Linked DNA regions of Mus musculus: regions 2 and 3 are each linked to region 1. A link is a contact called in public promoter capture Hi-C data. All regions are on one chromosome and are shown on one strand. Each heading gives the region's core, a stretch centred on a gene start, on an enhancer-like site or on the middle of the called end of the contact. The rest is flanking DNA. Distances are from core to core; before and after follow the strand shown. Region 1 holds the start of Gne (glucosamine (UDP-N-acetyl)-2-epimerase/N-acetylmannosamine kinase). Region 2 holds the start of Ncbp1 (nuclear cap binding protein subunit 1). Region 3 holds the start of Nudt2 (nudix (nucleoside diphosphate linked moiety X)-type motif 2).

Region 1 (4,251 bases), core at 1,373-3,872:
TTAAATAGGAACATTGAAAAATTTAAAGGCAATGGAAATATCAAACCAAAGGTACAATATCAGTTTTATGATAAGTGAAGGGCTATGAGAGCCATGGAAGCGAAATCCTGAGTGAACAGTACTTCCTGAGTCTTCGGCTGCGTGGGGCTCTGCACAGAAAACGGAGACAGGCACGGAGACTCTTGACTTAGGAACTGACACTGGGGAAGAGGGCCTAAGACACACAGACCCCAACCATTGTGCTTTCACAAACAGGAGCAACAAAAATCAGAAACTTGACCAAATTGTTATCTGTTCTGCGTGAAATAGTCCTAAAGGGACTTTTGTTTTGTTTTGTATTTTTTGAGACAGGGTCTCTCTACATAGTCTTAGCTGTCCTGGGATTTTTTTTTTTCCCACAGACCATGCTGGCCTCAAACTCACTGTGATCTGCCTGCCTCTGCTTCCTGAGTGCAGGGATTAAAGACTTGAACAACTAAAGACACATTTTATGGTGCAGATAGTGAGCAGCATCTTCACGGTCACTATCAGATGCGGAATGTGACAAAGTGGACTTAAACCATTTGAAGGAAATTTAGGTTTCATAAAGCACAAGGCAAAGCAAGATAAAACTTGCTTCTTTACCTAGTGGAATGTTAACCAAAAATGAAAATTGATCAACTGTATCTATATTTGCCAGTGGATACTGTGTATCCCCATACAAAAGTCTGAGGTCCCAAACATTGCAAAATGCAAACGAATAACACGGGAGCCAGTGAAATGGCTGGCTGCATGGGTAAAAGCGGAGGCCAGAGGGCAAGTTCCAGCATCAGGCCACTGGAGAGTCAGGAATGGGGTTCAGACAGACAAGGAGCACAGGGGCACGCTTCTGTAAGATCTGGTATGAGTGACAGGAACACAACAGCAAACACCCAAACAAACAAAAACAAGCAGAAAGGAAAGGCCACCCTTGGGCCGGAGGACCAGACAATTAGGGAAATGGGGTCTTATAAAATGCCCAACCCAGAGTCCACCTGCCAGAACTTCCAAGTCCGGGGGCCCATCCCATCCCACCAGGAGCTGTCAGCTTGCTTCAATAGAGCTTTTTACTTCACTTTCTCTGCCTTTGAGTCATCTATCAATTCTATGCCTGTCTCACACACAGAACAACCTCACCAGCTCTCCCCTACGTTTCTTTCACCTTGTTGGAGACAGGCTCTCTAAAAACAAAAACAAAAACAAACAAAACAAAACAAAAACAAAAAACAAAAAAACCCAAGGCTTCCGGATTGCTGTTATTACAGCTGCTCGAATTATAGGACCGGTTTTACTGGGTTTGGAGCACCCAAACTCAAGTCAAGTTTGAAGCGTTACACCAGCAGCAGCAGCAGCAGCAGCAGCAGCAATCTCCCTGGCTCCGAGAAATGGCAATGCTCACAAACTACATTCAACTCAATTGTGCTTTTATAAATGCTGCAAAAGGATAAGTGAATGTCCCAACCACGAGAAAGTATAAGCACACTTGTGCAAGCAGTCACCAGCAGAGAAACAACAGTAAAGTAAACGTTTGCTAAGTGCTTCCTCCAGCAGTGGGCTAACACGGCGTTAGACACGTTATTCCATCCTCATTTTCTCTACTATACAGACAGGGACACTGAGGTGTAGAAAAAAAAATCCACTTGATCTAAATCACAGTTAGTTAATGACTGATAGAACTTCAATTCAAAGCCAAGTCTAGATGACCTTCCTACACGCAGGTCACTGCCGCACACACCCTCTACCTTGTGTGTATATTCCACAAACATCCACGGGTGCAAACCTTTCCGGAGAACTTGAGACACTCCTTTCTTTCACTCAGAGCGGATGGAACTCACCGCAATAAAAAGGGAAGGGCTGTACAGAGTTCTCAGAACCCTGCTGCCCAGCTATAATAATTCAGTTTGATGTTCCTTCCAGAGCCCCTACAGTCGGGCTAAACCATTATCTTTACTGTGAAACCATTCCCCGCCGCCACACCCCTCCTATCGAGGTGCAAAGCCGATCTATTCTTTCCTCTAACAATTTTACAAGCCTGTTCAAGGACGGATATAAACGTCTATCAAATTTCCAAGGACACCGAGTGTCCAGACAGTCAGAGTTGGGCAAGCCTCCAAGAAGTCCCTCGGTGCAAACCCTCTCCCCACCTAGGCAGTGCTGGGCCCCCGCAGCTATCTCACGTCTCTGCCCAGGGACCCAGGGCCGTGCCGCCTGCTGCGTGCACGGATGGGCTGGACCCTGGCCAGGCCTACCTCTGCAAGCCCCGGTCCCCATTCACCCGCACGCTGAGTCTGACAGCTCCGGGATCCCACGCCGGAGCAACGCACCGGGCGGGAGAGGCGCCCTGCTGCGTAGAACCCGGACGCCCAGCGCGAGGCCCACAGCTGCAGCAGAGGTGCCGGAGCCTGGCACGATGCTCGTGAGTCACCGACTGACTCGTGGCCTCCGCCGGGTTAGTTCCCTCCGGCGCCACCTCGGCACTTGGCAGGCTCGCGTCCAGCGGGTCCACAGGGCAGGCCCCGGCAAGCGCACCCGGTGGCTTCCGCTACCCGGCGCCGCTCGACGACTCGGCGCTCGACCCAGCCCCAGCCATTGCTCCTGCATTCGCAACGCACACCCCGGCTCCCGCGGAGCGCCGAACGGTCGATCGCTCCGGCTCCGCCTGCACCGGGTCCCAGCCCCTCCTTGGCGTATTTCTGTTGGTCAGTCGTGTGGCGCACCTTCCGCTGTCGTGTCGCCTCTGGTAGTGGCATCCACTCGGTTTGCTGACCCTTATTCTCGCCTGAGGGTGTTCTCTCCTCTGGCAGAGCCCACAGTTAAGCCCGAGTTCTCCCACGAGATGGTTGTTTTAGCTTTGCACCCAAGCTGAGTGCCATCTCGTGGACCAAACTCCAAGGCAACTCAGTGTCGGTAGTCCTAGAGTGCACCCTGGAATTTAAGCTTTGCCACCCCTGCCACGAGGCTCTGGCTGAGTGCAGCGTGACAATACACATGCTAGTCAGCTCTGAGTTATCTGTCACTCCAGGGATCTAGGCAATTCTATTACCAAATTTGGGCCTCACAGTTTTTCCCCTTGAAGCCAAATTCTGTCACCTGTTCTCCATAAGTTAATGAGAACAGAGTTACTAGTAAAAAAAAAAAAAAAAAGCAAAAAAACGGAGGTTAATTCAATGTGGCCATGTTGGGAAGAGGGACAAAGATATCCAAAGACATATCCCCTGGATCCATTTTGGGACCTCAGATTTTAGGTTAAAATATATAGAGTTCGAGATGTGCACATCTAAGAGGTCCAGGGCAAGCTGTAGCCCACCTGTCACTGTCTGGACTCTAACTTCCCCAGCAAAGTGGCAGTCACAAATTGTCAGTCCCGTGTGAAGTCTCTTTTCAGCACCAGCATTCGGTCTTTTCCTTCTCTGAGTATGAGATTCTTGGGGAAAATTTCAGGGTTTTTTGAGGCCATAGTTTCAATAGTCTGATAGATTGAGGTACACAGACATCTCAAGAATATCTGCTAGACTAATTGCAGATCCAAGACCCAGGAAGGTGGGGAGCGGCCTGTGCTGCTAGCTCCTGATGAAGGTTGGTTTTGTTTTGTTTTTAAGATTTTATTTTAGCTTATTTTTATCATGTATATGGGGTAGGGGGGTGGGGCAGAGGATGTGTACACATTAGAGTGCACATGTCAAAGTCCAGAAGAGGGTAACAGATACCCTGGAGCTGAAGTTAGAGATCGTGGTGAACCTCCTGACATGGGTGACATTTCCCACAGCTAGGTGCAAGAGAATGAGAAGCTAGACAGTATTCTGAACAGCACAGCTGCACCTGTGTCTCAAACAACAACAAAAAGTCACAAGTGAAACTTTCAGATCTACTTTTTTAGGTTGTTTTTTTTTTTTTTTTTTTGAGACAGGATCTTACACTGTACCTAGCTGAAACTGGCACGGGATTGACTGTGTAGCCCAGACTGGTCTCAAGCCACGTCAGTCCTCCTGCCTCAGCTTCCATTGGGGGTTCTTGCTATAAGCTAAATGTGGACCCCATCAGACTTTTACAGCTTGTGGTCTATCTCAGTCAAGGATGAAGCTCTGGTTTGCATGGTATTAGTGTAGCCATGTTGGATCCTGCAAGGGTCATCCCATCATGAAAGGACAGACAATGAGTGGTTTTGTACACTGAGGTGACATTGTCTACCTTTCTGTCTGAGATCAGCAACCATCGATTTGTAAGTTGACCAGG
Region 2 (4,295 bases), core at 1,638-4,137, 2.1 Mb after region 1:
ATCAGCTCTTTGGTTACTTCTTGAAGCAGACATGAAGCTAATGGACTCATGAAATGACCAGTAGCCTCCTACCCCAAGCTCTCCGTTCGTCCCCTCGCTCACTCCACAGTGTATTTATGTGACAACTATGCTCTACCAGGCTCTCTTCTACACACCAGGAATAGAGCAGTAAATGCAATAGGAAAAAGTCTATCCTCTTAAGTTTACAATCTACTAGGAAAGGTAAGCCGATACATTGATTTGAGTTGACTTTTCTTTTCTTTTCTTTTTTTTTTTTAAATATTTCAAAGGAAAATGAGTGGAGTAAGGAGGCAAGTGGAAGGGCTCCTCATACACAGGAAGAGCCCTTCTGAGGCAATAGCACTCATCTTCAAAGAAACATGAACTAGGAAGTAAGCCAGGGGAAAACAAAACACAGGGCAGCACATGAGAGCAGAAAAGCACTATGGACTTCCCAAATCAACCAACTCCAGTGTTTCTGTAGCTTTGTTTCTTTTGTTCTCAAATCTCAGAGCCAAAATTTCCAAATTGCTACTGTGGCCAAATCTTACCAAAATGGATACACTATAACCAATGCAGTCTTCTTTGTTACATTTGATTTACTTCTGTGGCTACTTGTGCCGAGATGCCTGCCAGTTCCATATCTGCACAGGCTCCAGGGATCAAACACACGTTGTATTGTCAGGCTTGAGTGGCAGGGGTTTGCCCACAGAGCCATCTTGCCAACCCCTATTTTTTTTTTCCAACAAAATTAAGAAAATTTTATTCTTGAATCTTTTTTACAGTCTAGTCTTTATCCACCTTCCAGTCTGCCCTCTGTTCCTCATCCCACACCTTCTCTGTCCCCTGCCCAAGAGAATGCCCCCACTCCCTGGGGCCTCAAGTTTCTTGAGGGTTAGGTGCATCTTCCCTCACTAAGGCCAGACCACACAGTCCTCTGCTATATATGTGTCTGGGGCCTCCTATCAGCTGGTGTATGCTGCCTGGGCCAACCCCTAGTTTTTAAATTAATTTTTCTGAGTCTGGGTCTTGCTATATAGTAGGGGCTGGCCTTGAGGTTCTAGTAATCCTAAATTTAAGATTCCCCTTGCCTCTACTTCTAGAATTCGGGGCCACTATACCAGGCCCAATGCTTTGCCATCCTTTGAAAGTCAGCAATCCACTTTGAACTACACTCACTTCTTATCTGATTTAGTAATGGTTAAGGTTTGGTTTCTAACCTTGGACCAAGGTGCATATTTTACATATCAAAGCAGACATGGTCTTCAGGTTCTCCCAGTATCCCATAGTCCCTATCTGGTATACCCTGTCCCAACCCTGAACCTTCCCCCAGAGGCTCCTCTCTATACAATCCAGACCTTTTGGCCTCCTTGTTGGGCCTCCTTCCCTTCTTTCTTTGCTCCTGTGTTCTTCCCTCCTCCACCCCCATCCCCATAGTGACTTCCCTGGTCTCAATCCTGGTAGCGGTCAGTGAACTCACCTGAGAGCAGATTCCCAATAAACCCATTTTTAATATATTCTCATCTGGCTCGAATTGGCTCATTTCAGGCAACTGGAGCCAGATGAGAATATATTAAAATCCTTTCTTGGAGGACTCTTCCAAAGTCTTACTCTGGATAATCTGTCCTCAATAGCAAAGGATGAGTGATAATTTGTACCACTCGCCCTTTGCTATTAAGTCCGTCAGACTACAGTACCTGTGATCATTCCTGAGAGGGTCACTTAGGGCTTCAGTATCCTGAACACCGTCTCGTTGTCCCATGTACAGACGGTGACAAATGTTAATTAATACAATATAGTACTTGCTGAATGAAATAAAGCAAGAGTTGAGGAGTCAGAGAAATAACTCTGTAGGTCCCTGACAGTTAGTCATGTAAATTTCAGAGCAGAGACCAACAGATAAAGAAAATAAGTCTTGATTCCTAAAATGTGAACAAGCTGGACTTTAGCAGAAGAACATGGTGGTTTACACACAATGACGGGAACAGAACCCAAGAAGCCATAGTTTGGAATTCGCAGTGGAAATTCCTGGAAAGATGGATTGCTTGCATGTACGAATAAATAAATGAAAAGAATAGAAAAACGATAATCTTTAAAATAAACAAAGAGAAGTAGAGCCGGAAAGATGGCAAGATGGCTCACTGGTTAAGAGTGCTTACTGCTCTAGCAGAAGACCCGGGATTCAGCACCCCCACCCCGCTCCCGCGCACTCTCCTCCTTGCTCACAGAGAGTCTGAAACTCCAGTTCCAGGATGATGTACAGACTTACAAATACATAAAATATTGCTTTAAGTCTGTGAAGAGTTTTAAGCATAGTAAATAAGTTTGACTAGACTTGCTCTCAGAGTATAGCAGGCAGTGTTAGTGGATAAACTGTAACACAGGAAGTGAAGGAGCTAATGACTCCTCCCTAAATTCTTGGATTTAAGCAAACTACCGAAACGGCCATTTACTGTAACAGGTAAGACTGAAGGAAAAGTTTGGGCTAGACCATGGACAAGACAGTTTGGTGTCCATCACAGGGCAGAGGACGTCCACATACTGTACACGTGCAGAGGAATAGAACAATTGGAACCACACCGATCAGTAGCTGGGGCGTCCGTCAGCTGGGAGAAGTAGGCAGTAGGACTACAGTGAGCAGATTCAGCCGGACGGGCCTGGATTCCCTACCGCTGAAAGTGGCTTGCCCTCCTCCCCGCTCAGGTCTCCCGAGGCGTCTACAGCGGGATGGCGAGAGAGAAAGAGAGAACACCTACCCGCAAACCCTAGGCCTTTCCTGGGTCTCCCTTCACCAACTTGGCGCTGCTCCCCGCCCTCGAGCCCACGCCCCCCGGCGCGCGCGTGCGCAGAGAGTCCCTGAGCCGTCACCTTTCTCCGGAAGTCTCCTAAGTCGTCGGCGCAGGGGCCGCCGGGAAAATCCCGCCGGGCCTGTATAAAGCCGAGGCGGGATCGCTGCGGCCCGGATAATTTAGCTCGCTGTCCAGAAGGGCCCGGGGTGGAAAGCCGGAGGAGGCGGCCGCAATTGGACTTGCAGACGCCGGCCTTCCACTGCGGAGCCCATCCGGTGCCCCTCTGCACGCGCTTCCGGCAGGCGTCGTAAGCGAGTGCGCCTGCGCGCCGCTCAGTCCGCGCGCCTCGCCGCTGACCGCGCACCGGCCGGCCGGCAGCCCGACGGTTCTGGGGTTGCAGGCGGCTAGCAACTCAGATCGGCTGCGCACCAGCAAGCAGCATGTCGCGGAGGCGGCACAGCTACGAGAACGATGGTAAGTGCTCTCGGCCTGGCCACTGCGTCCGGGTGAGAACCGAGGCCGGGCTCGCCTTCAGTCTCCCGGGAACGGATAGGAATCCTTTCTCCCCGGGAGGGCTCGGGGAGCCCCAAAGGGAGGCTGCTGGCTCGGTTGTGGATAGTGGCTTCGGGAAAGCGACGGCCTCCCTGCTACCCCATCTCCTTCAGTCATGGGAAAGGAAGGCCTGGTGAATCCCGTGAGCAAATCCGACCTGGGGTCCCGCGACACTGAGGACTTAATCCCTCACTACTGATCATGGAAACCGCACGTGTGTCTGTCTGCTGCTGCCTCTTAGGATCACTTAGTGGAGGAGATATATCTAGTGGACCAGTGTTTTCCTTTTAGCCCTCCAGGGTGTACTTGGAAAGGACCCTGGGAAGACAGGAAAAGAACAAAGCTATGACAGAGGTCGGATGTATTGCAATCTGAGCCCTTCTCCTCCACCTGCCACCCGCTGATTCCCCTCTTTTAGGCTTCAAAAAAAGAATACCAACACCCCAGAGGTCACTAATAAACAGGCACGGGGTGTTTTGTTGGATTGGCTTTAAGCATATTTCCCTTATAAGAAAGTGCAGGAAAACCCGAGCAGATTATTAATTCTCATGTCAGTTTTGATGGTCGCCGGCAAGGACGTCGTTGTGTTGCCATAAATTTTGTTTTGTTGCACCATTATTGCCTTTCAAGAACACACTTGGAGCTGTTAGTGTTAGGTCCAAAGGGTTAAGGCAAGAAAAAACTTTAGAACCGAAGGGTTTAGGTTCGAAGCTCGACATCTCGATTATTTACTATGTGATCTTGTCAGGGTCATATGACTTCTTAAACCTAAGCGTGGACTGTGGATAATACTAAGCCATTTGGTTTCTACGGGGGGCTAAATGAGATATTGTGCTCACCAGTAGTTCATGATGATGTTTATTTTGTCAACTGCTAATGTCTCAGAGGTGATACACACAGATAAATGCTGACATCGTTGAGAAAAAAAGCCCTCCCTCCCCCAAGTTTAATTGG
Region 3 (3,959 bases), core at 595-3,094, 2.6 Mb before region 1:
TGATAACTCGCGCCTGTGTCAAGTTGACACACAAAACTAGCCAGTACACAAATAAAATTAAACAAACAAACCAACCAACCAACCAACCAACCACCTGAAATAAAGGTCAAGGAAATGGCTTGGTAGGTAAATGCACATAACCTATAATAAGCCTAATGGTTCAAATTCAATGCCTAGAACCCACATAAAAGGTCACATGTGGTACTGCACATGTGTAACCCTAGCACTCCTAGGGAGAAGTAAGTGTGTGTGTGTGTGTGTAAGATAGAAATATCCTGGAGTATGCACTGCAGCAGCAGAAACAAGCTGCTTAAAAAACATGGAAAATGAGAACCAGTTCCTCAAAGTTGTCCTCTGACCTTCACTTGAGTGCTCACACACACACATACATACACACACACACATATACATATACACACACACATACACACACACTGTTAAGTGAAAAAAACTCAAAGTCAAATAATTGATTTCAGTTTCCAAAGCACAGATAAAATGTTACGATAGTTGGTGGTCAGTAAACAACAAGAGGAAATCCTCGGGCATATAAGGACAGAATGGCCTGTTATAAGCAAATACATTTAGGGGTTTGAGAAGAGGTACTTGTAGGCCAGACTACAATGTGGAGAGAGCACGTCTCTCTGATTGAGAACTTTGTCTCAAAACCAACCAACAAACAAAAGCCACACAAACAAAAACTTAAAAAAAGAAAAGCAGTAAATAATGAAGTAATGTATGTATGCTAGCGGTCAGCTTGCTTTCTCCACTCTATTACTGCTCAGAATTCCCTGCCTTGGGAATGTTGCCACCCACACTGAGCAGGTCTTCCTGCCCCCAACGTGGGAACGCCAACGCTGAATTTTCTGTCTCTTGTATATGAGATTAGGGTGTCCTCTCTCTTCCACCTGCCCCCAAATCGACTTTGAATGGGACAAGGCAGAAAGATAACTGAATCTATTTGTAGTGAGTGAAAGCCAACTGAACAAATATTTCCTTAAAAAAACAAAACAAACAAACAAAAAACTAATATGCGTAAGACGCTGTGGAAAGGCTTGTCTTATCTCAGAGGTCAAAATTATATGAGAAAAAAGGAGAATGAGGTTTGCGGAAGTTCACAAAACAACCGAAAGTCCAATCGAAGCGCTCTGAAGAGCGTGTCTCAAAGGCAAGAGGCCTTTGGGGTACTCAGAAAAGCCTCAAAGCTGGTGGTGGTCGAGGTAATTGCTGAAGAGGCGGTAGACAGGGAGATGAAACGTGAGAGAGCGCGAGAACCCTCGAAGAACCCGAGAAGCCAAGTTCTAGTTACCCCGCAAATACCGGTCTCGGCTCGCGCCGCTCGCAGACAGGAGCACCCGCTCCCGCGCAGGCGCAGAGCCTGGGCTCAAGCTAAAGCCACCGTTTCTCACCTCAGGGCAATCCCGGCTCCTCCTCAGTCAGTTTTCAGGGAGGACCGAAGAAATAGTGCGGTGAGGAGAAAGCCCTAAGGCCGGGCTAGCAGAGCGTCCGGTCAACCCGCCTTAGGTGTCCGCCAGGCCACATCCCCATGGCAACGCCACAAGCGCCAGTTCGAACGCGCGCGCCGACGCCCGCCCGCCCGCGGTCCCGCAGCACCGACCAATGGTCATTCACAGAGCCTGTCACCTCTCCTCTAAAAGGCCAATCAGAAATCAGAAGGGGAAGGGGGCGGTTCATTCTCCACCAATGGTTCAGCTTGAGGCAGATCTCGCGACGGTCCCAGCCAAAAAACCACGCCTCAGGGGCGGGTGGAAGCGCCTGATGCCCAATTCTGTGGCTCGTCTGAAGTGCAGCCGGGCTCTTCTGATTGGCTGGCGCGCTACGTCTCCGTTCGAGGACCGCCTCCTGCCTCTGGGCTACGGGTGAGTGCTGTGGGGCTGGGGGGCGTGGGGAGTGTCGCGGGCTCCTGACCTGTTGCTGCGGGGACGGAGCTGGCAGTGAGGCGCGTGTAGGCCAGGCCCCATCCACTCGCGGGACCTCGGTTTATCTCTGTGCACCAGAGAGGACTAGGTTCAGTGGTGAGGGCGTGGGTCGGAAGAATCCCAGAGGCAGAGAGATTCACCTTTGGGACTTAGCGGGCCAATCATATCTTCTCCCTAGGCTTGCTTTGTAGTTATCGATTAAACCCTGCCTGCATTCCAAAAGATCTTACGTTTGGTAAAAATTATTACTTGTGTGTGTGTGTGTGTGTGTCTGTGTCTGTCTATGCGCGCCACGTGCGTGCAGATGCTCTCAGAATCCAGAAGGCGTCGGATCCCAGGAGCTGGAGTTAAACGTTGTGTGGGCCACCTGGTATAGGTTCCGGGGAACCGAACCCCAATCTTTTGGAAGAGTGACAGGTGCTCTTTAGCCCCCAGAGATAGAAAGTCACAAGATTCCCGTCTTAAGAAAAAAAGGCGAAACAGCTTAAATCGAGAAGAGTCAAGTTGCCAATGCAGAAATGTTCTAATGTCCAGTGGCAATTAAGCTTAATGATGTTAGAAATTGGACGTGTCTGCATTTGATTAACTACTCAAAAATATTTCTGAACCATAGTTTTATTTTTTTTTTCCTTTTGTGAAAAATAATAGTAATGCTTCAACGGGTTGCAAAGACTATTGGGAAAAAATGCTTGGCCAGGCCTAGCCTCTCAGGTCAAAAAGGAACCACCAGCATAGTAGGAACAAATCCAGTAGCCAGCATGTGTGCAGCTTCATATGTACTTTAATGGAGTGCTCGTTTTTAGCTCAAAAATGAGCGATTCGGGGGCCTGGAGAGATGGTTCAGTGGTTAAGAGCCCTTAACCTCTCTTCCAGAGAAATTTGAGTTCATTTCCCAGCATCCATGCCAAGTGGCTCACAGTAGCCTCCCAACTCCTGCTCCAGGGCATCCATGGCCCTCTTCTGGACTCTTCAGGCACCCACATACCACACACAACTGGCAGACACACAAGACATAAACAAAAGTAAATCACTAATCAGTTAAAGAATAAATGTAATTCTTACTAATAAGGAAATACAGTATTCAAAAGAGAAAATTGACAATATATTAAAGGGAATTAATCTTGTTGATCTTTAAAAATTACTAATACTTAGTGTGAACACTGTTTATCAGCTGTTTCCTGAAAAATATAAAAATGATAGTGCATGTCTTTATTCCTAACAGAGGCTGGAGGATCTCTGAGTTCCAGGAGAGACAGGACTATGACACAGAGGTGGGGAAATTCTTGATTCAACTATTAGAAAGAGTTGACTGCCAGTATAATACAGAGAAGCATTCAGGTGGCCTATTATAATACAAGATAAGAGTGACTGGCATGTATTCATGTCTGTCTACACATACTTTAAACTCTCAACAATGAGAAATACACGTTAGAGTCACTTTACAAATGAGGACCTGTCTTTCAGGTAACAACCTGACCTGAGTGGCTAAGTTTCTTTCACAGCAGTGTCAGGTATACTTTTCTATCTTGTACTGTTTTGAACTGAAAGAGGGTGAAAATATTTGGAATACCAGATAGGAAAGGGGGTGATTAGACAGGTAAATGCACCCAAATTCAGGGAAAGTGGCTCGTCTTAGTCAGGGTTACAACATCTGTGAGGAAACTGACCCAGAGCAACTTGAGGAAGAAAGGGTTTGTTTGGCTTACTCATCCTTATCACTGTTCGTTGTCAGAAGGAATCTGGAGACAGGAGCTGATGCAGGGACTGTGAAGGCGTGCTGCTTACTGGCTTGCTCCTTGTGGCTGCTCTGCCTGCTTTCTTATAGAGCCCAGGACCCTGAGTGCAGGGATGGCCCCACCCACAGTGGGCCATCCACATCAATCACTAAGAAAATGCCCTATAGGTTTGCCTACAGCCCAGTCTCATAGAAGCATTTTCTAAACTTGAGGCCCCCTCTGTTGGAGACCATACCGTGAGAAAGTAAGCCTTTCGCAGTTTCCCACCCTAATAAGTCAAATGGCC

Evidence for each region. Promoter capture Hi-C pulls out the DNA fragments that hold promoters and counts their contacts. Capture Hi-C pulls out chosen DNA fragments and counts their contacts.
Region 2: a contact with region 1 is called in a promoter capture Hi-C map of liver, with 2.7 times the contacts expected there. The contact joins the promoter of Ncbp1 here to the promoter of Gne in region 1. A contact is called at or near these places in 3 of 39 promoter capture datasets (the C10 cell line, liver and pre-B cells) and 1 of 115 datasets of contacts at active chromatin or transcription factors (large pre-B cells).
Region 3: a contact with region 1 is called in a promoter capture Hi-C map of pancreatic islet. The contact joins the promoter of Nudt2 here to the promoter of Gne in region 1. A contact is called at or near these places in 1 of 39 promoter capture datasets (liver) and 1 of 9 other capture datasets (pancreatic islet).

Annotation. Positions count from the first base shown.
Region 1 is chr4:44,070,095-44,074,345 of GRCm38.p6, forward strand. Gne (glucosamine (UDP-N-acetyl)-2-epimerase/N-acetylmannosamine kinase) reads right to left here and starts at 2,623. Exons shown (of 12, transcript NM_001190414.2): 1 at 2,268-2,623.
Region 2 is chr4:46,135,624-46,139,918 of GRCm38.p6, forward strand. Ncbp1 (nuclear cap binding protein subunit 1) reads left to right here and starts at 2,888. Exons shown (of 23, transcript NM_001033201.3): 1 at 2,888-3,263. The coding sequence starts at 3,230. Tstd2 (thiosulfate sulfurtransferase (rhodanese)-like domain containing 2) reads right to left here and starts at 2,852. Exons shown (of 10, transcript NM_173033.3): 1 at 2,757-2,852.
Region 3 is chr4:41,463,304-41,467,262 of GRCm38.p6, forward strand. It overlaps Nudt2 (nudix (nucleoside diphosphate linked moiety X)-type motif 2), which reads left to right and starts at 1,845. Exons shown (of 3, transcript NM_025539.2): 1 at 1,845-1,877. Kif24 (kinesin family member 24) reads right to left here and starts at 1,545. Exons shown (of 13, transcript NM_024241.2): 1 at 1,407-1,545.